7 separate regions of the Mus musculus genome follow, and all the other regions are linked to region 7. The links are chromatin contacts, called in public ChIA-PET, Micro-C and promoter capture Hi-C maps. All regions are on one chromosome and are shown on one strand. The core of a region is the stretch at or near the end of the contact, and the rest is flanking DNA. Distances in the headings are between cores, read along the strand shown.

Evidence for each region. Promoter capture Hi-C pulls out the DNA fragments that hold promoters and counts their contacts. A called contact is a pair of places that touch in the nucleus more often than the background predicts. ChIA-PET counts read pairs in DNA pulled down with a chosen protein or histone mark.
Region 1: a Micro-C map of embryonic stem cells shows a contact between it and region 7, with 2.6 times the contacts expected there. The contact joins the enhancer-like site here to the promoter of Atp1a1 in region 7. A contact is called at or near these places in 3 of 39 promoter capture datasets (embryonic stem cells, hippocampal neurons and liver), 2 of 484 Hi-C or Micro-C datasets (the G1E-ER4 cell line and embryonic stem cells) and 2 of 115 datasets of contacts at active chromatin or transcription factors (epiblast stem cells and pancreatic cancer cells).
Region 2: a Micro-C map of embryonic stem cells shows a contact between it and region 7, with 3 times the contacts expected there. The contact joins the enhancer-like site here to the promoter of Atp1a1 in region 7. A contact is called at or near these places in 1 of 484 Hi-C or Micro-C datasets (embryonic stem cells) and 1 of 115 datasets of contacts at active chromatin or transcription factors (pancreatic cancer cells).
Region 3: a promoter capture Hi-C map of pre-B cells shows a contact between it and region 7, with 5 times the contacts expected there. The contact joins the promoter of Ttf2 here to the promoter of Atp1a1 in region 7. A contact is called at or near these places in 20 of 39 promoter capture datasets (the 3T3-L1 cell line, 3T3-L1-derived adipocytes, the C10 cell line and 10 more), 20 of 484 Hi-C or Micro-C datasets (B cells, CD4 T cells, the G1E-ER4 cell line and 12 more), 8 of 115 datasets of contacts at active chromatin or transcription factors (astrocytes, bone marrow-derived macrophages, embryonic forebrain and 5 more) and 3 of 9 other capture datasets (adipose tissue, embryonic stem cells and liver).
Region 4: a contact with region 7 is called in a promoter capture Hi-C map of pre-B cells. The contact joins the promoter of Man1a2 here to the promoter of Atp1a1 in region 7. A contact is called at or near these places in 2 of 39 promoter capture datasets (neutrophils and pre-B cells), 1 of 484 Hi-C or Micro-C datasets (CD4 T cells), 2 of 115 datasets of contacts at active chromatin or transcription factors (memory CD8 T cells and thymic regulatory T cells) and 2 of 9 other capture datasets (liver and macrophages).
Region 5: an RNA polymerase II ChIA-PET map of memory CD8 T cells shows a contact between it and region 7, with 3 times the contacts expected there. The contact joins the enhancer-like site here to the promoter of Atp1a1 in region 7. A contact is called at or near these places in 2 of 39 promoter capture datasets (embryonic stem cells and pre-B cells), 3 of 115 datasets of contacts at active chromatin or transcription factors (bone marrow-derived macrophages, embryonic forebrain and memory CD8 T cells) and 3 of 9 other capture datasets (adipose tissue, embryonic stem cells and liver).
Region 6: a contact with region 7 is called in a promoter capture Hi-C map of hippocampal neurons, with 4 times the contacts expected there. The contact joins the promoter of Vtcn1 here to the promoter of Atp1a1 in region 7. A contact is called at or near these places in 1 of 39 promoter capture datasets (hippocampal neurons) and 1 of 115 datasets of contacts at active chromatin or transcription factors (memory CD8 T cells).

Annotation. Positions count from the first base shown.
Region 1 is chr3:102,188,432-102,192,026 of GRCm38.p6, reverse strand. Vangl1 (VANGL planar cell polarity 1) reads left to right here. Exons shown (of 8, transcript NM_177545.5): 3 at 2,480-2,618. Among named protein-coding and RNA genes, the nearest start is that of Gm16160, 14 kb to the left of the region's middle. Within about 2 kb of position 1,751, at least 31 of the 459 cell types and tissues checked have an H3K27ac peak or open chromatin away from gene starts, as enhancers often do. A contact at or near this core is called in embryonic stem cells, where this site is marked.
Region 2 is chr3:102,166,139-102,169,442 of GRCm38.p6, reverse strand. It overlaps Vangl1 (VANGL planar cell polarity 1), which reads left to right. Exons shown (of 8, transcript NM_177545.5): 5 at 2,472-2,605. Among named protein-coding and RNA genes, the nearest start is that of Gm16160, 36 kb to the left of the region's middle. Within about 2 kb of position 1,747, at least 56 of the 459 cell types and tissues checked have an H3K27ac peak or open chromatin away from gene starts, as enhancers often do. A contact at or near this core is called in embryonic stem cells, where this site is marked.
Region 3 is chr3:100,968,143-100,971,292 of GRCm38.p6, reverse strand. Ttf2 (transcription termination factor, RNA polymerase II) reads left to right here and starts at 1,630. Exons shown (of 23, transcript NM_001013026.2): 1 at 1,630-1,673; 2 at 1,758-1,860. The coding sequence starts at 1,646.
Region 4 is chr3:100,683,962-100,687,177 of GRCm38.p6, reverse strand. It overlaps Man1a2 (mannosidase, alpha, class 1A, member 2), which reads left to right and starts at 1,705. Exons shown (of 13, transcript NM_010763.2): 1 at 1,705-2,617. The coding sequence starts at 2,316.
Region 5 is chr3:100,992,550-100,996,091 of GRCm38.p6, reverse strand. Cd101 (CD101 antigen) reads left to right here. Exons shown (of 9, transcript NM_001167906.2): 9 at 2,198-3,542. The coding sequence ends at 2,427. Among named protein-coding and RNA genes, the nearest start is that of Ttf2, 25 kb to the right of the region's middle. Within about 2 kb of position 2,276, at least 95 of the 459 cell types and tissues checked have an H3K27ac peak or open chromatin away from gene starts, as enhancers often do. A contact at or near this core is called in adipose tissue, bone marrow-derived macrophages and memory CD8 T cells, where this site is marked.
Region 6 is chr3:100,824,083-100,827,600 of GRCm38.p6, reverse strand. Vtcn1 (V-set domain containing T cell activation inhibitor 1) reads right to left here and starts at 2,142. Exons shown (of 6, transcript NM_178594.3): 1 at 2,011-2,142. The coding sequence starts at 2,042. It overlaps Gm32720 (a long non-coding RNA gene), which reads left to right and starts at 1,033. Exons shown (of 3, transcript XR_375902.2): 1 at 1,033-1,362; 2 at 2,595-2,783.
Region 7 is chr3:101,603,421-101,606,695 of GRCm38.p6, reverse strand. Atp1a1 (ATPase, Na+/K+ transporting, alpha 1 polypeptide) reads left to right here and starts at 1,989. Exons shown (of 23, transcript NM_144900.2): 1 at 1,989-2,293. The coding sequence starts at 2,282.

The sequences.
Region 1 (3,595 bases), core at 502-3,001, 590 kb before region 7:
TGCCCAGTGTGGGCTGTTCCCATCTCAGTGCCCTTGGGTCCTTTAAGAACCCAGCCGGGTGATCCTGGAAAGAGCACTGCAGCCATTTTTAGTCCTGGTTAGTTTCCGCCTGCTTTTCACCCCTGTGATGTTCAGGAATCAGGAACTGGCACAAAGCAAAAGGGTTTTGTTTCAGTAGAATCTTTGCTGTCACAGTATTTGACCTGTGGGAGTTTTCAATAGAGAACCAGGTTAGATAAGCATGTGACTAGGCTGGTGGCCAACATGAGTGACAAATGGGGGATCCCAGGGGAAGTGGAAGGGGTGGGGATCATTCCAGGGTCATCCAGCCGGCTGCAGGTGGAACCTGGTGAATTAACAGTTCTGGACCTAGCCTAAAATTCACTCAAATCTCCCACCCTGCTTACTGTTGCTCACAGAGAACACCCTTTGGGGTGCTGGTTTTGGACAACACACAACTAAGGCTATCCATGGTCACAGCCAACAGTGACCTCGAAGGCCTATTTCCTAACTCGGAGCAGTGAGACTGTATAGGGGGGTGAAGATGAGGGCTAGGAATATTGACCTTATGAAATCTCCAACTTATGAAGATTTAGGAAAGGAAGGGGGCCAGTGGGGGAGGGGTGAAGAAGGGTGAACATAATCAAAGTACATTATCTTTATGTATGAAAAGTACCATGGTAAAATCTCATTGTCTTATATAATTATATATGCTAGTTTTTAAAAATGAAATCGTTCCTCAAAGCAATGTCACATGGCGGTTTTGAATAGAAATGGTGGCAACAGATTTGGGATCGGTTCCTGTTCTGCTCCTTACCACAACTTTTGCAAGGTGCTTGACCTCTCTGTGCCTTAGTTTTTCTTATCTGAGAAATGGGGCAGTAATACTGGCCTCAGAATTATTTGTTAAAATTGAATGAAGTCACATACTCAGCCAAGTGCTGCGTGAAGGGGGCAGGGCAGGAGAGATTGACATCATTTGATACAGCTCTGGGTGAATAGTTAGATTCTCTGCTTATTTTACTGCCCCCCTCCCCACCTCCCCCAGTTACCTGTCTGGGAGCCATACACAGCTAACCAGAACACATCTTTGTCTAGTTATCTGGCTAAGAATGGAGTTATTGTCATGGAAACATTGTCTGCCACAAACCCTTTGTTCCTTGAAATAGTTATCCTTTCCTAGTTTGAATAGTGCCTTTCCTAGGGAGAGGTTCCCAAGATAGGAGTCTGACAATAGATCTGCCATGCAGTTTTAGGGGTTCATTGTTGTTGCTAAGTAGTAGGTTAGTAGGAGATAAATGTGTAGTGGGGAAGAGGGTTTGGTGGTGGGCCTATGGTGTGCTCATGGCTCTTTTGTGTCCTTCTCTCCAGGACATCACACTCTCTGGGATAGAGATATCACACTCTCCTTCACAAAGTTCAGACCCCATTTTTTGCCATTGGCCAAAGATGGCTGCTGTACATTGGTACTCACTCCACGCCTCTGTACTGAGCACACGCACTCTCCCTGTGTATGAGGAATCATGGCCCCCATTCTGTTCCCCACAAAGGAAAACTGAGGTCATCAACCTGTGCAAAGTCACACATAGGAGAGCTGACTGTCTGACTTTGCACACAAAATGGGAAACCTTGGGCATGAGGACAAGTAGGAATGGGGAAAGCTGATGTCAGGTCGCCAAGGAGACACACTGGCTTTGGCCACTGCAGGGCTGCCTTGGTGCCCCTCTCCTTTACTGCTTATTGACCAGCTTGTGACCTCTAGGGCTCGGCCACTGTGGCTGGTGCCTTTTGTAGTTTTAAGACTCAGCAGCAGGGTGTCCTCCCACTGTCTCTGGAGGAAGACCACCCACGAAGTTCCTCTGGTACAGAGAGAGTACAGAGAGCCTGCTTCTCTTAGGTGGCCTGGGACAAGCACACCCCCGGGAATGTTTTGTTTCACCTTCTTTGTTTCTATGGGTGTCTTTGAACACAGTCAAAACCCACAGAGTGGCTTTTCATGTTGAATTTGTAAGAAAGACAAGTACAGGATTCTCTGTCCCGGCTTTGGTTTTCCTTTCTTCTCTTCTCGTCCCAAACTGTAGAGCGATATCATGTCCCAGATTTTTTTTTCTTTCCCTTCTTTCTTTTTTTCAGATTGAAGTTTAGATATGATACAGTATAGTGTTTGTCCAGTAAAACACGAATTAGTTTAGGCAAATGATAACCAAATCAACTGAGTAATTATTACAGTGAAATGTGTAATAATTTCTAAAGCAAGGCTTTAAAGCAAGGCTTTCTAAAACAAGGCTCTGAAAAATGTGACCGTTGTTGGTGGAGGAGTGGCAGTCTTTGTTTTGAAAATAGTTGGGAAATTTAAGACACTCTTACTCCTGGCAGGCTGTGGGGATGGGTAGGCATGGATGCGGTGTGAGGGGTGAGCTAGAGAGTAACTAACCTGGCATGAGTTTTGGTGTCTGATTATTGGATTATTTCCCCCCAGGGAAAGAACAAGAGAAAGACACAAATCACCAAGGAATAAAGATGGCAGAGGGTCAGAAAAGTCTGTCACCATCCAGGCTCCTGCTGGAGAGCCCCTGCTGGCAAATGACTCTGCCCGCACAGGCGCAGAGGAAGTTCAGGTAAGGCTCAAAGGCGCTGCTGTCAGCCAACTGCCACTCAGCCTGGGCTCCCGCCTGCGTGTTCCTGTCTTGTTGCACTAAGTTCTCTTGGGTTTTTAATCTTCGTTTTTCTAGCATTTTAATGAGTTTATCTATTTCCCTGGCTTTCTTGTTGGTCTAAGCACAACACGTCCTACCCTTGAAGAGCTAGGGAGTGGGGCGATCCTTTCTGCCCTGTGATTGGTTAGCCTCCTTTGAATGGTGTTGGAAAGAAGCCAGCTTGACTGATGACAGGTCAGAAAAGGGAAAAGTTACAGGCAAGAGTCCCTGGAGACTAATTCCAAAATGGAGCAGGACTGGAGAGGGCCGGAAACTCCCTCAACAACAAACAACCAAAACAAAACAAAACAAACAAAATAAAACAAAAAAAACCACAACAAAAACAAAACAAAAAAACCCAAAACAAAAACAAAACAAAAAAACCACTGAACCAAAAAAAACCAACAAAAACAAAACAAAAAATGCACCATCAGGGAGTGCTTAACAATGACTCCAAGAGCCAGCCCAGGACTCGGTATAAGAGAGAAATCAAGGGCTTGGCATTCAGATGGCAAGCATGGAAATCTGGTGACTGTGATAATACTGAGTCAAAGATGGGGCAGAAAGGAGTCCAGCAAACTTTGGAGTTAGTAGCGGTGGTCTTTGGGGTACACAGGTTGGGACTGGACAGATCTGGAGACTGGATTTCCTCTGTCAAGATCCAGCAGCTTCTGTGGTCCAGCCTGCAGCCACTCAGGACTGTGGTCCAGCCTGCAGCCACTCAGGACTGTAGGAATTTGGGGTTGCCAGGCCTTGCATGTTTTAGTAATATTAGCATTAGGACTTCAAGCGGAGTCAATCAGTTTTAAAATATCAACACTTTATTACTTAAAAAATAAAAGAAAGTTGTGTGGGATTGCCTTCGAGTCCCAACTGTTTGGCAGCCTCGTTGATTTAAA
Region 2 (3,304 bases), core at 498-2,997, 560 kb before region 7:
AGGCATTTATAAACTTGGCGCGAGTACTTCAGCTCCTGCATTAGCTTGTCAGCCTGGGCATCCGGCCAGGACCGTGCCTGGCTCTGAGTCACGCTGGAGCTCTGTGCGATGATGGGGTTGGAGAAGGCGCAGGATGCCTGCTCTTCTCTTCTGTGCTTCTTGGGAGATGGGCTTCTCTGGCCTTGGCAAGGTTGAGGCCCTGCATGAAGCCCCGGGGCTCTGTCCTTGGGCATCAGCCCTATCTGTGGGAAGTTCTTAGGGGATGCATAGAGTTTTGCTCCAACATTGGCAGCTGCGGGCCTTACCTCAACCGTGTCTTAGGCCATGCTAAGGTGGCAGGGTTGGAGCTCTGAAGAGGGAGACAAGGACAGAAGGCACTTATAGAGATGGCACATGTGGGATGAAGGCACTGGACTGAGCCGATGGAATTCTCTGGGCTCCTCCTTGTGACCTGGATGAAAAACAAAACCCAGCAGTCACCACAAGGCTTGCTTTGGAGGTGGGCCTGAGGCTAACTTCCGAAACTACCTTTAAACTCTGGACTTTTTTAAAGGGGGATTTATTTACTTGCTTATTTATAATGTGTATATACCTGCAGAGTTTGTGTGCACCACACTCATGCAGACCACAGAAGCCAGAAAAGTATATTGCATCCCCTGTTATATGTGGTTATAAGCCATATAGGTGCTGGGAACTGAACCTGAGCTTCTACAAGAGCAGCCAATGCTTAATGGCTAAGCCATCTCTCAATTTCTCCCTACCAGTTCTTAACTTTTGGTGACGAACTTTTTTTTTTTTTTTTTAATATTCTAATCTGAGCACCTAGAGAAATTCTTCTGCTGGTATAAAAGCACGGGATGAACTAGTTTGAACCAGTGTGTCTGTGTATAACCAAGCTTATTTTCATCCTTAGGGTTTTCAAACATAGCAATGTGCAAGGGTGCATGTGTGTGATAGGGACGGGTACACTTTTGGATGCATTGGAAGTGAAGGAACACTTGTTCCTCTTTGGGGAAGGTCATAGCAGAGGAGGAGGAGGAAATTGAAAACACAATGGGCAGAACTCCGAACAACAGTAAGATCAAAATGAAGCCCTTCACCTCAAGGACCGCCTTAGTCTTGCACTCCATGCTGACCTAATGACTGCTCGGTTCCTACATAGTGCAGAGGTGAATACTCTGCCATTGGAGACTCATCCTCAGTCCTGTGTTCAATTCTTAAAGCGGAGCGCAAAGGGAGTCTTGGAGTGGGGGTAGTCGGGGCTTCAGCGGTCTGGCTAAGGGTTGCTCAGTCAGTAGGGGGTAGAGAGCCCTGGGATGCCGCATAGCCCTCCAGGAATCCAAGGCAGTCCCTGTCCTGGCATTCAGGCCATTGTAAATAATCCTTATAAGCCCATTATCTTAGCAGAGCGCTGGGAAAGAGACACAGAAGGGCAAGATAAAACAGAGCTGTGGTATTTAGTGCAGCGTGTTTGGCGAACAGCTTCGGGAGCTGCAGATGTCAGGACACACAGCGCAGGGTGAAGGGCCAGCATCTAGGTTGTTAATCCACCCCAGAATTCTAGCCAGACTCTAAGGCATGCCATGCCATTGTGTGGCTTGTGGGTTTCTGTACCTTTGTTTTCTTCCCTGGAGTGATCGTGAAGGTCAAAAGGGAGGAGATGAGTGAAAGCCCCTCCCTGTTACAGCTGGTGGATCTCTGAAACAGCAGGGATCCTGCAGTGTTCTGTTCAGCTCCCAGCATGCTTCTGGGATATGTGTGTTATCACCTGAGCTCCAAAATGGTAGCTTGGAGCTATTATCTGCTGAGTGTCCAGGACACTTGAAGGGCAGGAGCTTCTGAGGATCTTAAGACCCAGAATATCTTAGCGTTTAACTGAAGCCTCATTTAAAGGACTCTGCCCCATAGGGAGGACATTGCTGTAACATGGGAGACCAGTTCCTTAGACCTGGGGCAAATCTCCGCCTCTCTCTCTCTCTCTCTCTCTCTCTCTCTCTCTCTCTCTCTCTCTCTCTCTCTCTCTGTGTGTGTATGTGTGTGTGTGTGTGTGTGTGTGTGTGTGTGTGTGTATGTGTGTGTGTGTGTAACCAATTACTGAATGAGGGTCTCAGAGCATCATCAAAGTTCCTACCTTTTTTTTGGGGGGGGGCGAGCTTCTCAACTTCCTTCCCTTTTTTTTGGTAAATTAAGGATAAACAGGAAAAGCTTTATGTACCCCAAACCTAAATCTCAGTTACAGCTTGTAATTCTCTCCTCTTTCAGCTTCTGGCTGAATGGGATATGGGGAATGCCAGAGCCTGGGAAAGGAGAGGAAGCCGCCATAGTGGGAGCCATGGGGAGTGTAGGAGCCAGCAGACTTTCCTGGGAGGGCTACCTTGACTTACAATTGACCTGACTCAGAAAGACTTCTCATTTCAGCCCCACTGAATTCCGGTGAAAACCCCGCATTCATTTTTGCCCTCATTTTACAGCATCCAGCGAGCAGCCTTGGTGGTTCTGGAAAATTACTACAAGGACTTCACCATCTATAACCCGAACCTCCTAACAGCATCCAAATTCCGAGCAGCCAAGCACATGGCTGGCCTGAAAGTCTACAATGTAGATGGTATGTGCTTGAAACCGTTTGGGGGGGGGGGCGCACAGTTAGGTGGCTCTGTGGCTTAAACCTCATAGTACGTTTGCTTCAACCCTGTATTCTGTGCTTGCCTTACGGTCTTTTCTCACTTTAGAACAATTTATATTTTTAGTTTAAATGTAGACAAACATTTTTTTCCGGGGGAATGTCAGTTACAGTCTATATATGTGTATATATATATCAAGTTCATCCACTTGGAGATTTTGGTATTGGAAACTGTAGCTGTGTTTCCTGCCTCCTGCTGGGAACACTTTAGATTGAAAGTCCTCGGAAAGGAATGTTTTTCAAAGTCTGAGCTGTTTACCAAAAGACTGCGATGCTCTCAGGGCTTTCGGCCTAGAATACTCCACCCTGGCCTAGAAACGTATTCAGCCTAGAGAGTCAGCTATCTGGGAGCTCCTCTCTAGTCTCTCAGTCCTGGCCAGGAATGGCAACCAGAAGCTGGAGGCAGACTCACCAAGTCAGAGGCCAGTTTCATTCAGGGTGTCAGATGCTTAAGTGTGAGAAACAGGACTCCCTCTTACGTCTTGCTGGGCACCTGGGCTAAGACAAGAGCTTTGCAGACTCCCAGAGAGATTCATGTTGTCAGTAAGACATCTGGTTTACATAGGTATCAGTTTTTGGTATTAGTGTTCAAATATTTTTTTTTTTTTTAAATTTGGCTATGTG
Region 3 (3,150 bases), core at 381-2,880, 640 kb after region 7:
AGCTGCTGTGGACAATCTGAAGCAGCCCCACCTGGGGTTAAAACAAACAAACAAACAAACAAAACATTCTTTATATTTCTGTGTTTTTTTAAAGAAACCAAAATTCTCACTACAAGAATCACCGTGGTCCTCTTTCCCCAAACCTTAGTGTTTGTGGTCTCCACCTCCTCAGATGGTATCCACTTCACATGCATATAATACAGATCTTGGAATTGCAATCTAGGAATAAAGAAAATCTGTTTGTATAAACTTTCACTGGAGAACTGGGGTGGGGCGTGCCACACTGCGTGCACTTGGAAATTCATCTCTCTCTCAAGCTCTCCGGGGTTTGCTGCTGACTCCATTCATCTTGACATTTATATACTATTTTATATTTATTTAAGCATTAGGTAGAGGCTAGTTCAGCTTCTTCCACTCAGTAAGCCCCTTGTGGTTAGAACAGTTGCTTTAAATGTATGCATTAAATGAACTTTATATTTCTCAAACACCTACTCCTCTTGGGACACCAAAAAAGCTATTTAGTAAGAACTGCTTAATTCATAAATGATACCTCGGGACTGTCTGGACTCTGAACTCCTAAAACATTTACAGCCTCCATATAGCCCAGACTTCTTAGACATTGCAGCTTTTCTGTCCTCATAGCAGTTGTGTGTGCCACTCCAAGACACATGATCTTCAACTGCTGAAATATGAAGTCATGGCTATTGCAGCCAAGCTCCGATAGTCATTCCTCACCTTCTGCTCACTGAAAGAATCCATTACAAGTTCTTTCCTTTCCTTTTCTTTCTTTTTTTTTTTCTTTTTGGTTTTTCGAGACAGGGTTTCTCTGTGTAGCCCTGGCTGTCCTGGAACTCACTTTGTAGACCAGACTGGCATTGAACTCAGAAATCTGCCTGCCTCTGCCTTCCAAGTGCTGGGATTAAAGGCGTGCGCCACCATGCGTCACTCTCGGTTTTTTAAAAGTACAAATGCAAAATAAGTTCAAAAGGTTTGACAATGCAAAACACACAATGTAAAATTAGTAAGCACGCAAGGTCTTGTATTGCCCTCAGGTTCTTCTCTCAGACCCAGGGCGTCCACACCAGGCGGTCCTTAGAACCTCACCAGGGGAAGGCAGCCTAAGACTCAAAGAGCGCGGAACCTGGAACTGAGATCTGTGCAGATGTTCAATCTTTGGTGACCCCGTGGACGCCCTGCACTCATTTAAAGGTTGCCCGGGGTCCTAAGGGAGTCTTTGTGCTTATTACAGACTATGCAGTAGATTCCCAAAGTTTTAAGGGATGCTCCCGCCTTTTGGCCGCCTCAAGTTGAAGTGTTCCCGCCCACAGTGGCTGCTTCCCGAGCAGGCAAGCGGCTCTGGCTCCCTCTGGGTCTAGTGGTTCCTCTGGAGTCTCCCAAGCTCAGCCTCGTCCACTTCTCTCCAAGTCCTGCTTTCCCCAAGCCAGGGAGCATGCCGGCGTCCTCACTGGAGCTCAGCCACGCCTCCTCACTCCAAGTTTGATTTCAGAGCGCGCCAAGCCTGAGGGAGACTGTAATTGGTTGAAAGTGAGAGACTCTCCCGCTTGATTGGTGGAGTGTTGTGGTGGGCGGGACGGGGCGGAGTCAAAGACGGAAACCCGGCGGGCCAGGGCTTCCTGGCTGCGGTATGGACCTGGTTAAGTGTCCGGAGCACGGTAAGGCCTCAGTCTCGGGATTTCCCTCCCGGGGACTGTGGGACTGGCTTGGAGTGGCCGATGCTGACCTTCTTGTTTCCTCAGGGGACGCCTGCTTCTTAAAGACCGGCGTCCGCGATGGCCCGAATAAGGGAAAGAGCTTCTACGTGTGCCGGACGAACACATGCGGCTTCGTGCAGGCCACCGAGTGAGTCTCCAGCCCGGCCCGGTTACACGGAGTGACCCAGCCTGGTCACTTCAGCTGCCTTGGGACGCGGACTCACCCACACTCCGATCCTTCTAGAGTCTGCTTCAAGTTTCTAGGCACCTGTCTGGCCTTACTTAGCCACTCCCCTTTGCCCCGGCATCCTTTCTGCTCCCTCTAAAAAGTGTAAACAAACAGTGGACATGGGAATTAATTTGCTAGTCTTGTACCAATTTTAGGTCGCCATTTAAATTTTACGTTTAAGGTTAAAACATGTTAATTAGACACAAGCTTTTCTCCTTCATCTAGTGGCATGACGTTAACAACCCAGAGAGAGCCAGAGTCTTTAGGGCAGTGTTTCTCAACCTGCGGGTCACGACCTTCAGGATCTAAGGACGCTTTCACAGGGGTTGCATTTCAGTTATCCTGCAAATCAGATATTTTTACATTGCGATTCAAAACGGCAAAAATTACAGTTATAAAGTAGCAATGGGAATGATTTTATGATTGGGGTCACCATAACTGTTGTAACGGGTATTAGGAAGGTTGAGAACCGCTGCTGTAGGGAGTTAGTGCTGAAAGAAACATCAGAGGTTGATGTGGATCGCAGGTTCTGCAGATGTGAAAGCTGAGACCTAGAAACCTCAAGCATCTTGTCTAAAGTGAGGAAAGTCAAGTGTGACAATCTTTTTTTTTTTTTTTTTTTTTCCCAGACAGGGTTTCTCTGTATAGCCCTGGCTGTCCTGGAACTCACTCTGTAGACCAGGCTGGCCTCGAACTCAGAAATCCGCCTGCCTCTGCCTCCCAAGTGCTGGGATTAAAGTCGTGCGCCACCACCGCCCGGCAAGTGTGACAATCTTAACATACCGGGTGTTGACATTCTCGAAGTGAAATTACACTGTGGTGTCATTTAACATTTCTCCCTGCTCTCTATTCAGCTGGACTTTGTAGAGCATGGTTATTTTTTTTTCAGTATCATAGCTATACTAATATACTAATGAATATTAGTAATATACTAATGAATAGTAGTACTGGAATAACTTGTATGATTTGTGTCTCCACTTTGTACCAGAATTTACTATTTATTTCTAGAAATATTATATAGATAATGTTTCTAAATATACTGAGATTTGGTACCCTGCTCAAATGTTTTAAGACACATGTGTGCTCATGTTTATAGGAATTGTGCATCAATGTTGGTCTTAGGTTTGTTTCAACATTAAAAGAAATGTTCTTGTGGACTGGAGAGATGGGCCAACCTTTAAGAGCACTGGCTGTTCTTCCAGAGGCCCT
Region 4 (3,216 bases), core at 456-2,955, 920 kb after region 7:
TGCAGCTAACTGTAGTGTTAGCTAGGTAATAATAACTTCTCAAGGTTTATACAACTTGCTGTCTCGTTCAGAGGTTGGTGTTTTATTTCCATCTTCTCGTGGAAATGAGTGACCTCAACCGTCGGAGCACAGTGTTCCTTTTGGTTGGGCTCTCAACATTAGAGATCTATGAGACAGTCACACTGTATGAACTCCGCAGTTTCTAACATCCATTCACGTGTCTCACTCAAATCTCATTCACTTTGGATCCAGCGGTGGCCCTTGGGAACACGTTTACATCTTGTGCTGGCTTTATTTTGTAAACCAATGACTTCTTTTGTCCTGTGGTAGGAAGGTAGGGTTTGCAGAGCTTCTAGAAATGCCTAGTGGAATGTAGTTCTGAATCCTGCCAAGGGACATGAAGTTTTCCTTGATTTCTAAGGCTGACTTCCCACCCCTGCCATTTATGGGCCTCCTCTCCAATTGCCAGCTACCAGTTAGGATGTGTGCAAGGAACAGAAGGTAAATTTAAGAAAAAAAAAAAAAGCTAAATGCAAACTAGATGCAAGAATACATATGCATTGCTAAGAAGCCTATATTATACTTTATCACAACCTGGTTCTTCTCAATATTACAGATAACAGAATTGACTCAGATTGTTTCAAGCCTCAACTTCAACAATATTGTCCTTTTGGGTTTTAACACCTGCTCATTCATTCATCTTTGTTATCTTTGCGGGGGGAATGGTAGTGGTGGTGGTGAAGATGACTATAGAGTGTATATATAGTCTTGGGACTGAACCACCAGGAATCTCCTGTCTGACCTAGGTCGTCCGATTCCTCAGAAAGGAACCCAGTAGAAAGCGCAGGGCTGCCATTTTAACACGAATCCGGCACGTGGCCGGTGCCACCTCCTTCTTCAACCAGCCTCGCGTGCCCAAGAACGCGTGGAAGTTTGAGACCTTGATGTTGAACCCCGGCCCCGAGTCACTGATAACTGAGGGAGGCATCAGCCTTGGCCCCCGTAACCCGTCAGTCCCAGGAACCCCACATTCCAGCGCCACTTTCGCGATCCAAGCGCCTGGTCCTCCTCGTCCGGCCGCCGGGGCTTCCGGGGGCTCCGGGCTCTCGGCAGCGGCCAGGCCCGAGCGGCCCGGCGGGCGGGGGAGGGGCGCGGCGGCCGGGAGCGTGCGCGCGCACCTCACACTCCGCCGCCCGGGGACGCCCACTCGCGAGTCGGGGCGGCTAGCCGGGCCCGCGCCCCCCACGGCCGAGCCGCTCGGCCCAACCGGTGTCGGCCGCGCAGCCGCTCTGTTCTCCTCCGGCCTCCACAGGCCAGGGACCAGCCCAGGGCCGCGGACCCGCGCCGCAGTCAGCGCGAGCGTGCGAGCCACCCGAGGCCGGGCCCTGCCGGAGCCGCCCTGCGGCCGCGGGAGGCGCGGCTGCTCGCTCGCGCGCGACCGGCCGCCCTCCCTCCCGCCCGCCTCTCCCAGGCGGTGCGAGGAATGAGCCGGCGCCGGCCCCGGGCTGTCGGTCTGAGGGCCGCGGCCCGGCTACCTCGCACGCCGCCACCGAGGCGCAGGGGCTCGGCCGCCGCGGCTGGGCTCGGCCGAGAAGCGGGCGGCGGGGCTAGCTGAGGAGGAGGAGGAGGAGGAGGAGGAGGAGGAAGAGAAGAAGGAGGAGGAGCCGGGTGGGGGCGGCCGCTCGGCTGAGGAGGAAGTTCCGCTCCTGACAGAGCGCGCGGCGGCGCGGGCGCTGTAGTGTTCGGGACGCCGTCGCCCTCGCGGCCTCGGCTGAGGGTCGTCGCTGCTACGCCCGGCGCCGCTGCTTGGAAGCCGCGGAGGCTGCGGAGCGGTGGAGCGGAGGAGGCTCCGGAGGGGACCGAGTGGAACCGACCTACTGCAACTCGTCGTCTTCGCCGGGCGCCTCCCGGGGCGGGCAGCCGCCTCTGAGCATCGCGCCGGGGCGCGGGCATGGCAGAACCCACCTTGCAGCTTCTCTGCGGTGTGGCTCGCCCGATCCACTCTCGGGAATGAAGAGGAGACTCGCGATCATCCGGTGAGGCACCGAGAGCCAAATGGCGAGAAGATCTGACGGGACAGAAACCAACGATCGCTTGGGAGGTCACCCGGGCTTCTGGATGTAATCGGAGAGCGTGAAAGAGGTGGCCTCGTAAATAATAATAATAATAAAAAAGCACAACAATCCTTTGAGAGGAGGGAAATTGAGTTTATTCTTTTTTTTTTTTTGGCCGAGGTTTTGAGAAACGGTTCGATGTGTTGTACGTTTGATATAAGATGAGAACTTTATAAAGTATTCCGTCCAAGAGCCTAAACGATGACTACCCCAGCGCTGCTGCCCCTCTCTGGTCGTAGGATACCACCTTTGAACCTGGGGCCGCCCTCCTTCCCACATCACAGGGCTACCTTGAGACTCTCCGAGAAGTTTATCCTTCTCCTCATCCTTAGTGCCTTCATCACCCTGTGTTTTGGGGCATTCTTCTTCCTTCCAGACTCTTCAAAACACAAACGCTTTGATCTGGGCTTAGAAGATGTGTTAATTCCTCACGTAGATGCCGGCAAAGGAGCTAAAAACCCCGGCGTCTTCCTGATCCATGGACCCGACGAACACAGACACAGGTTCGTTTGTTACTTAAATTATGGTACTTCCTTTTGGGAGAGCAAGGTACAGTTCACTGCTTTCTTGTCTCTCCCCCCTCCCCCTCCTGCCCCTGTGAATGATCAGGGTGTTGAACGTTGTTGGTTCAGAGCTGCCTGGGTAGAACCATACATAGACTGGAAGGACTCCTAGGGTTCCTTGGTTTTTCCCGGCAGAACGAAGTGTTCAGTCAGACTCTTCTGCTGTGGACAGCAGGGAGCGGAGATACAGGGAGTCAGCATGCGCGTATTGAGAACGTGTTTCTGCCTTTCTGCCACCATGTGAAGTCACTGAATCTTGACAGCTTGCTAGACTTTGCTCAGCCACCAAGTCCCAATCTCTGGCTTGTGCTCTGATTTTTTTTTTTTTTTTTAAATGTTAAAAGGTGGGGTGTGTATATCCCTAACCATAATTTGGCCAGTTATTCTGAATTGAGCCCTTGGCAGGGTATAATCAAGATGAAATGAAATGGAAGCTCTGCTTCCAGCCTTTAAGTCATTTCTAGATCTTTACCTAAAAGGAGACTTTGGAGACAATTCGCTTTTTCCAAACACCTCTCTCCTCTCATAAGCTAATTCTT
Region 5 (3,542 bases), core at 1,027-3,526, 610 kb after region 7:
CTCTGAGGATCTGGGGAAGTGAGGAAGAAGGGCCTGGCTAGTTGACGTCTATCCAGTATATGGTGGAGGCATGTGTCAACGCTGGTGCCCTTTTGATATTCCAGGGGGTCCAGCCCTGAGGTTTGTAAATTTGCTTGGGGAAGTGAAAAACTGTGGCTGTCTGTCATTCTCTGGGAGTCTGGACACCTGAGGAAACTGTTGACACTCTCCTAGATGGGCTTTCTGTAGGGGGCCCGTCATTTCCTGACAGTGACCACTGCTATAAAAAGAAGCTTCTTTGGGTAGCCATGGTTGAGTGGCCTGGCCTATTCTAACACAACATCGCAGCCTGCTTCATTTGACCATGCTTGCCAGCGTCATATCACATGCGACCCAGGGGACTAATTATCATTCGCCTGGATCATTTGAAAGAAGAATGCAGAAAGAGGTTAGAAAAAAATTAAAAATTAAACCAGGCATGGTGACACACTCCCATAATCCCAGCCTTTGGGAAGTTGAGGCAGGAAGATCTTGTGTTTGAGGTTAGTTCAGGCTACATAGTGAGACTCAGCCTCAGATCAAAACAAACAATAGGAAAAAAAAATTCAAAATCTCTCTCTCTCTCTCTGCCATTGATTACATTTTCAAGAAGGAAAATCAGATGCAAGATGAAAACTACAATTGAGAACAGAAAAAAAATATCTAGGCCACCAACTCTGCAGCTCTGTGCCAAACCCATTCAGAACTGACAGCCTAATGCCAGGGACCGACACTGCATGATGGCGGCCACCTTGGCTCTTGCATGGGGAATACACTCGGTAGCTGGTTCCTTCTCCAGGATCCTGGAGGACTTTCGGGGGAGGTGCGTTACAAGGTACAGAGACATGTAAGACACAGGCCCAAGCCTCCAGGAGCTCACAGTACCTATCACGAGCAAATGTCTGGGCTCTCTCTTGATTTCCAGTGAAGAGGCAGTCTTTGACGTGTAAAGTGCTTCAGAGAGGCCCCAAGGGGTCTTTTCTTTTGCACTTGGAGGTTGGTCAGAACGACCTATCAAAACTGTTTTATCACTGGGAATCCATAGTCTCGGAAATTGTATAGCTTAACCTTTGAAGAAGAGAGGTCTCCTGTCGTTAGTTTCCCAAGCAAAGCACAGCTGCTGTTAGCATCGGATTGTTCAGAATAGCCCTGATTTCAAATAGTTCAGAAATGTAGTTGGAAGAGTGCAGTGAGTGGTTGGTACCACTTTACACATGTGGCTTTCTGCTGAATGCCTGTAACCCAGGCCTTTAGCCATTAGCCCAGGGTACCATTTCCGAGGACCTGTGGTGGCCGCAGTCCTCTCTGCTTTGCCTCTCTGGGAAATGACCAGGAGCCCCAATGCCCCACATGTCAGTCTGTTGATGGTGCCTCCCATCGGCCTGCAGCTGCGGAGGATCGGAGGATCGCATGCTTTGGCGTGCCTCTCTGTATGGTGGCTTTGACTCTGTGGCGGCATTCAGTTTGGTTTAAGATCACCAAAGGCAGGAACCCAGGACACTTAGCCATTCTCAGTCCAGGGAAGAAAGGAGCCGAAACAAAGGGCTGTGTGACAAGGAGGGGTGAGCACGGGACCATGCAAGAAGTCTGGGAGAAGTGAGATCCAACCAGACAGGGACTGTGCCCAGTGGCTTAGATACAGGAAGTGAGAATTGAGCATAGTGGGGCAAGGAGTCAGGACCCGGGATAACCTATATGTCATGGGTCAGGGGCAAAAGTGCCCTCCTTCATAGGCACAGCTGTTACTGAGGACAGCTTAGTGCACTGTGAGTTTCAGAAACAGCAGTGGGAATATCTCAGTTAAAAATTCAGAGCCAGCCACACAGTTGAGAACGAGAACTGAATTATACATATCTTTTCTGAGGGAAGAAGATTAAAGGAAAGGTTTTCTTTCTCTCTCTTCTTTTTTTTTTTGTTTTGCTTTTCTTTTTTGGCTGGTGGTTGTAAGTAGGTCATTGGCAGCTGTACAGCTGCAATGGCCGGGCAGGGGGAAGAGGTGTGTGTTGGGAATGTCCTGGGCCTGTTCTTCCAGTGCACTTGCAGGGCGAGAGGCCTGTGCCATTCCACCTTGTCATCTACACGGACTTGCCGATAATGATGTGTAGGGAGACGTACTCGCCTGCTCGGCCCCGATCGTTGGGACACTGATTGATTGTCTTCTGTGTTTCTCTGGTTGCAGAGCCCACGGTCTCCTCCCTGATCTGCTCCTCGGGGCCCTTGCTCCACTTCCTCATCGTCTGCCCCTTCGTCATGCTGCTCCTTCTGGCCACGTCCTTCCTCTGCTTGTACCGGAAGGCCAGGAAGTTGTCACAGCTGAGTCTCAGTGCAAAGAAAGAAAAGGCTCTCTGGGTGGGCATGAGAAAGACATCACTTCAGAAGGAAGCTGGAGAGGAGAGTGGACACTACTGAGGAGCACCTGGGCTGGAGAAAGGAGCGTGGAGGGATTGGGTTGGAGCGTGGAGGATGAATGAATTCTGTTTTAGACCTTGGCCAAGTTACCAAGGGACCAGAAGGGATGTGCCATGGACATAGATTGTTAACCATATCTTGTCGAGTGTTTCTTTGTGTAGCAACCATTTTTTTTTCTTTGCATCCTTCAGAAGCAGATAGTGTCATTGTCCCCACTCACACAGACCTCACCTCCTGGAGGTCCAGCCTCATCTGGAAAGAGAGGAACACCAGCTGTCGAGCCTTCCTTCCTCTCTCATTCCTCTCCCACTCATCTATTCCCTTGGCAACATCAGCTTGGCCCAGTCACAAGGGAAATCATTTTTCTCTAGATAAGAAATGTAGGAAAAACCGGGTGTCGGCAAAGCCGGAGGGATTGAGAGCATGGACTGGCTTGCCTGAAATCGGACTCCCCCAATCATTATGTAATTTTTTCTAGGCAGAAATCCGATGTTTTTTCTCCAACCCCCCTTTACAAATGCCCGCTGAAAAGTGTAAGAGTCGTTGTCTAATCAATATCGGCGCTTTGACAAAAGGGTAATGTGTTACAGCCTTTTGGAAGTTTTCATTTGGCTTCCTGCTTTTATAATTGGGGATGCTTTTTGTTTCTGTTTTTATGATGTCAAGGAAAGGCCTTGGGATACAGCCCTAGGCCAGCCTTGAACTTGATCTCACTGTCTAGCCCTACACTGTACAGTCTGGACCGTCCTCCACCTTACAGCCCTCTTCCCCCCACCAAGGCCAGCCTCCAAGGGCTGGGATTCAAAGCATGCATTGGCACTGGTCGGTGCTGTGCATGTCTTTAATCCCAGCACTCAGGAGATAGAAGTGTATGAATCTCTACACTCAAGGCCAGCCTGGTCTACAGACTGAGTTCCAGGAAACCCAGGCAGGGCTACACCGAGAAACCCTCTCTTGGAAAAAGAAGGAGGAAGAAGAAAAGGAGGAGGAGGAGGAAGAGGAAAGGGAGGGTGAGGAGAGCAGGGGCATTGGCATGCTTGGTTTAAGAGATAGTAAGTCATCGTTGAAGAGCATCCTTCTTCCCATACAACAGTGTTCTACTCAGCCCCCAAGGC
Region 6 (3,518 bases), core at 893-3,392, 780 kb after region 7:
GCTGGTGCCATGGACAGCCATGATGGCAGGAGAATCTGGATCACACAGCTCCTCATGTGCCAGGGCATTCTTTCCCCGAAGCATACATATTCTGAGAGAGAGGATGAAAGGATCAAACTCTAGTAAGGGAGCAATCTGCTGGGTCTGCAGAAGATGGGATGGCAGGCCCTCCCATGAGCTATGTCTTGGAACTATCAATGAGAGGAGCGATTATGAATAAAGGGGATTATGGCAAAGAAAGGAGATTAGTTGGCACTGAGAGAGGACACTGGGTTCGCCAAATAGGTTCTGTTTGTATCTAGAGAAAAGCTTTCTGATCCCACTATCCATTGAGATGATCAGGGTCCCTCTTCCCTGTCTGTCACCCTTGTGGCTTGTCCCTGATTTTGCAACTGCAACATTTAAATGGTGAACAAGGCAACCAGGGTCACTAAGAGAAGCCTCTGTTGATCCTAGTGGGTCACTAAATCTTAGAGGGTGGGGGGACCCACATTTTGAACACCCACCTCTGGCTGATCCTCCAGCAAAACCAGTCTGGCTGGTTGCAATGTATTATTAGAAAGCCCACGTGCCTGACCTTGGAACAACAGAGACACTTGTTTCCCATCCTGGAGAACCTAAGCTTGGGTGGTAGAGGAGGAAAGCCATGGCGGGAACAGGAGCAAGCTCCTCAGAGGGTTCTCAGAGAGTGGGTTTAAAGCTGCCCCACCCCTTATGTATATAGCTTCAGGGCTATGAAGAGCCTTTACAAGGGGTAATGAGATTCAAGACGCCAACAAAGTACCTAGTATGCTGGTGCTTTCAAAATGCTAGCTCCTGACACGGGTGCTTCCGACTGCCATCCAGACAGGCTGAGGCTTCTGGACAAAGATGATTGACACCTGTTGCTCCTCAGGGCGTTGGCCCAGCACAGTGAGGGAGGGGTGCTGTCCAGAGCCCCTCTCTGCTGATCCTGCAGAGCCTCTGCCCCGCCTCTTGCTGAACATGAGTGAGGGAGGTGGAGTTCTCTTTTAAGGGAGGAATTTTCTAGGCTGTGTGGGAAGTGATGTTCTTTACAGACTTTTCATTGTTAATCACTCTCCTTTCTGCCACCTCACCCTCCTTTTCTTTTCTTAACTGGAAGAGGCACATGAAATTGGAAGACTGGGTCTTCAAACAACCCCTAGAACCAGCATGTGTGTCTTCCTAAAAACTGTTAATGAGTTAGGACTGACACTGAAATCATCATCTATTTCCTAGTGGGGGAGAAGGAGATTGGAGGATGGGCCAGGCCGCCACCACCACCACCACCACCATCACCATCAACAACAACAACTACAACAACAAAATCCTTTCATTTTCCATCTCTTTTCAATCAGAAAGGTAAATGATGTCCTAACGGGGAACCTGGAGTATAGCTGAGGAACAGTAGGCGGCAGGTGGGCATGCGTCTTTTTATTGTATTTTATTTTAATTTGTCTAGTGGGTTATGTAGCAATAACCATCAGGGTGTCCTTTCTGGGCTCTCCTGGGAAAATGAGGGACCCCCACCTTGCAGCCGAGATTGGGCTGGAGCTGGGTGTTAGTGTGAGACTGCAGAGACAGTATGCCCACAGGAAAGTGTTGAAACACGTCTGTCTGTCTGCCTGCCTGCTCACCACCAGCCCTGCTCTCCATCCAACCTCTGCAGCTCCATGAACTGGGTTTACTGTGCCTGAACATCTCAGCTGAGTCCTCAGTGTGGAACACACAGTTTTCAGTCCACAGCTGCCTTAGTAGGGATGAGTCTTTCATAAGAAAGAAATCACCTACCAGAACCTTCCCTGAGTCTGGGCAGTTGCTCAGGGCTGCTAAAGTTGCTTATTAACCTCTTCCTCTCCCAGTGCTGGACCGGATAAAGTGCAAGTGTGACCCTGTAGCACAGCCCACAGGTTCTTAGCACCTCCCAAAGACCCCACCCCTGTTCTCAATTTAGGGAGAGAGAGAGAGAGAGAGAGAGAGAGAGAGAGAGAGAGAGAGAGAGAGGATTACCTCCAAAAGATGATCTGCCCCAAGGAAGCCATGGAGAGGGAGTTCCTTCCCACAGTCCTGCTGTGTGTGGGGCCAGATTTTGGTGAGTGGAGCTGCCTGCCTGCTGCTGCCCTCCTGGGTGTTGTGACTCACATCGGGTTCCTTTGTGCTGTCTTTAAATAGTGCAGGCTGGGAGGGGTGCATGTAGCTGTGGACGGCTCAGGTATGAGGAAATAGCTCCGTGAAGCCAAGGCCCAGGGATGCCTTTCTAGGCCCTGACCTGTGAAAGGGTGAGGAGAAGTTTCCCAGTCTCTACCTCGGGGCTTGAATTCATACAGGTCGCTATCTTTCAATTGCACAAGGCCACAAGGAGGATCTAAACTCACTGTCTGAGGAATTCCAGGAAGCTGCAGGGTTGGTAGAAATGCTGATCCCTGCTGGTGTTGACCTCAGACCTTGGCTGGGTCACCCGTGATAGAGTTTCTCTCTCATGCATCTGATCCCTGCTGGTGCTGACCTGAGACAGCAGACTAGGTTGTGCCCCCCCCCCCCATGCCTCCCCTAGAATCATTCTCTACGTTCAATTTCTGCTGGTGTACTCACAGAGAGGCCATGAGCTGAAGCTACAAGAACCCTGGTGTGCCCTGGTGTTGAAGAACTCTGACAAAGCTAAGTGAGGAGATCTGATTTCCTTTCAGGGAGAGGGTGAGGGGACCTGTCCCTACTCCCATTTCTTAATGCTGCTTTGAGGTTCCAGAGATGTTGAGAATATATTGCACAGAAAATTATTCAAGGTGAGTGGATAGCATTCTGAATTTCATGGCAAGGCAGCTCTCTCTCTCTCTCTCTCTCTCTCTCTCTCTCTCTCTCTCCCTCCCTCCCTCCCTCCCTCCCTCCCTCCCTCCCTCCCTCCCTCCCTCCTGTCTTTGAAATGGGTCTCACACTGTAGCCCTGGCTGGCTGGCTTGAAACTTACTAGTTTCACAATTGTAGCCCAGGCTACCTCATACTTCTATCAATCCTCCTGCCTCAGCCCCTGAGCACTGGGATCACAACCTAGGATGCTTTGAAAAGAATAAAGCTTGCTTCCTGCGTACCTCTTCTACCCTTGGAAGGGGAATGAATGCCTTTGATGATTAGGTAACTTTCCCAGGCCTTCTATGGCCAACCCAGAATGGGTCAGGGACTTTGGGAACCAGCAGAGAGTGGAGCTGAGAAGGAGAGAAGACTGAGTGGCAAGAGGAGAAAACTTCAGAAGAGAGGACTGAGCTTGGCAGTCAAGCACAGGGAGGTTGATTTCCTGGGTGGTCTCAAGAACACTTTGCCTTTCTCTAAAGCAGGGGTTCTCAGCCTTCCTAATGCTATGACCTTTTAATACTGTTCCTTGTATTGTGCTGACCCCAACCACACAATTATTTTCATTGCTACTTCATAACTGTAATTTTGCTACTGTTATGAATCCCGATGTAAATACCTGATATGCAGGCTGTCTGATACATGGCCCCTCCTAGGGGTTATGATGGCAGGTTG
Region 7 (3,275 bases), core at 740-3,239:
CATGCACCACCATCACCTTTACTTGGTTCTCTACCCATATCCACAACTCTCCACTTCAACAAGGCAGAGTCTTTCCATCTCTTTTTCCATGGGGAGTTGGTTCTATGTTCAGACACCAAAGTATGAAGTTCAAAGATAGTTTAAGTTTCCAAATTCAAAGCAACCCACACAACACACACACACAAAATGGGGGACAGTTTTGCTGCTCCATTTGGAGCCATGTAAGAACTCCAGGACAGGTTAAAAACTATTGTATGAAGTCAAGAGCAAAATACAGGGTTTAATTAGACGTCCATACTTATTTTGCCCTTTCTCCATCCTTGAACACAACTAGAAACCCAGGGTCTCCTGAGAGGCTGTCAGCACCCCAAGCTGCAAGGAAGCAGCTGTGGAGATAAAGCAGCGTCTTGACCTATCAGACTTATCTTGATGAGTGAGTGGATGAGTAAGGAGGACCACAGCCCAAGCATGTGCTTTCTGTATTTTAGTTGTTGTGTTTTCCCATTTAGATCAGAGCCTATAGGCAATTCATCTTAAAGTAAGGTCTTCAGCAAGCAAAGCCTGCTGCACAGTGGCAGTGATCTGCCATGCACAGGAATGCACTTTCTTAAGTCTAGCTAACACTCTGTGACCTCCAGTTGAACTAACAGGGCTGGTACTGGTACTCTGGATTTGAAGGGTCTTTCCCCAGAATCGTGATTTTAAATTTTGCTTATAGTTTCCTCTTCTCTCTAAGCCCCAAACTGATTTAATCAAGTTCTGTAGATCACTGGAAGAGATAAAGGCTGCCTTCTGCTATAAGCAACAGTTGTATAAGCAACCGTTGTTTCTAAGAAGTACTGAGAATTGCTCTATGGAGGAACTGATAACACAGTGCCTAGATGTTTGGGTGTTTCTCCTTCCCTTACCCTCTGCCCACCCCCACCTATTTTTTGCAAGCTCTACATCCTACAAAGCATTGACACTTGAAGTTGATAGGTCTATATCTAAGAAGTTAGTGTTTTCCTTACTTCTAGGTATTTTCAGAGATGGAAATCGAGTTTCTCTTCTGAATCCTAAGCTTTCCCAGACTGCTTGCTTTCCTGAGATTGGTAAGAACAACAACAAATACTTTGTTGTTTCTGATGTTAAGTTTCAGCCATCACAGCGCCTGCTTAGCCACTGAAACTAGAAGCCCCGCCCTGCAACTCTGCCAGGCCAAGAGTGGGATGCGACTGGCTGGAAGTGAGTCTGATGAGACCCTCAAGGTAACCACGGATGCTGTGGATGCTGTTCTTCAAAATGCTTGAGCCACCTCTTTTACTAAAGATGGGTGTTCTTTTGGGTTTTAGGTTTCTCTGCCATAAAAAGGAGAAACTCTCCAACAAACAGTTTAATCCCCCCTCCTCTTTTGCAAGATTTCATTCATACAGTGCTGTGAATGAATTTCTTACTGACTTTTTTTTTTTATATAGTCATTTGGGGGTCATAAGGGAAGGGAAATGTAAGTGATGCGCGCACGCGCGCGTGTGTATATGTCCTGAAGCATTTCTCTAGTGGTGGAGTGAGAGGACCCCAGGACGAAGGAATCAAAGGGAAAGCACCATCCGCCGCCGCCGAAGGATGCCGGCCTGGATTCTGCAGAGAGGAATCCCTCGGAGTCGTGCAGCTGCTGTCCAACCCCGGCCCCTCGAGACCCCAGAAAAGCTACGCTGAGCAAGTAGACTAGCCCCGACTGCGCCGCACCCACTGTGGACCTTCCGCACCCTACTCCGCAGGCTGCTCACTCAAGTCCCCAGTGTTCTGCAGGCGGGAGCGCTCCGTAGCCCTTGAGAGACCCAGACACCCGCGTCCTGGGCACCGGCGCCCTCCTGCCGGGAGCCCAGGGCAGGCAGTCGCTAGCGCGGTCTGGGCCCGGCTGGGAGGGGTTAGAGGCGGAGGCGGAGCTAGCTGGAGCCGGTGTCAGGTTGCTCCGGTAACGGTGACGTGCACGCGTGGGCGGAGCCATCACGCAGGTTGCATATTTTAGGAAGTGAGGAGGAGGCACGGGCTCGAGCTGCGGCTGGGTCTGGGGCGCGGAGCCTCGGCGGGAGGAGGCGGACACGTGGCAGCGGCGGCAGCAGCGGCGGCAGCAGCGGCGGCCTCGGTCCGGGGCGCCGGCCGTCCTCCCTCTTTCCTCCCGCGGCAGCCCTAGTTCCCGCCTCTCGGCTCCCCCGGCTCCGCTCTCCCGGCCGGGAGCTGCTCTCTTCTCTTTCTAGTCTCCAGCAACAGGACCCGGCGCGGGGCCCGCAGCGCCGCCACCATGGGGAAGGGGGTGAGTGTCTGGCGAGCCCGGGCCCCGGGCGGGGGCGCGGGAGGAAGCGGCTTAGAGACCGGGCTCTCGGCAATGGAGGGGCGGGTGCTGAGCGCGGGCAGCGGCCCGGGAGGAGGAGCACCCGGGGCGGCATCTCTGAGCCGGGCGCCTGCCCTGCCTGAGCCCTCTGGTCGCCTTCACCGCGCGCCTTGCGCTTCCTTTCTCCCTCCTCCCACCGTGCCCAGGGGAAGGAGCGCTCCTCCCCTTCCCCCGGGGAGCTCCGACAGGGCCCCCTCGCGGTGGCGGTCCTCGCCGCGGCCCGGCGCCGGCGAGGGCAGCCTCCGGGTCGAGACTCCCTTCTCCTGGAGGCGCTGGGGCTCGGCCAGCTCCCCGCAGAGGCGACCGCCCTCCCCCAAAGGAAAAAAACTGGCTTCCCCTTAGGCCGAACCAGCCCAGCGAAGCTGGTGCCAGAAAGGGTGTGACTTCACAGCCCAAAGATAGCCTTTAAGGTATACTTTTGAGAGCTTTAAAATGGGCCACTGTCCATAACAGGATGTGCCTTTGGTAACTGGTGTTATCGTCTTAACGACGGGGAGGGGTGTGTTGTTTTATGTCGGAGCACAATTCTTAAATGGGGCCAGGCTGACCCTTCAGGGCCGCAGGGTACTGTCAATCTAACAAAGGACTGGAGACTGGGCAGTTGATGGTGTTAGAAAAGCCATGCGGGTTTCCTGCACTGCTGTCTCACCCGAGAGCGGTTCCCGAAGAGAATGAGGGAATCGGGCACGAACAACACTGAGTTCCCACCTCGGTTACTGCTGTCCACCTCGGAAGAGTTAGTTCTTGACCTCAAAGTAGCAGATTAAAAACTTAAAAAAATAACCCTGAAAATATCAGTTCCTAGCTTGAAAAAGCACCAGTCATGAGAATACAGGTGGGAGAGTCCATTCCACCCTTTTCAGGGCTGACCAAGCAGACAAGCTGTAGACACTGCAGGTCCTAA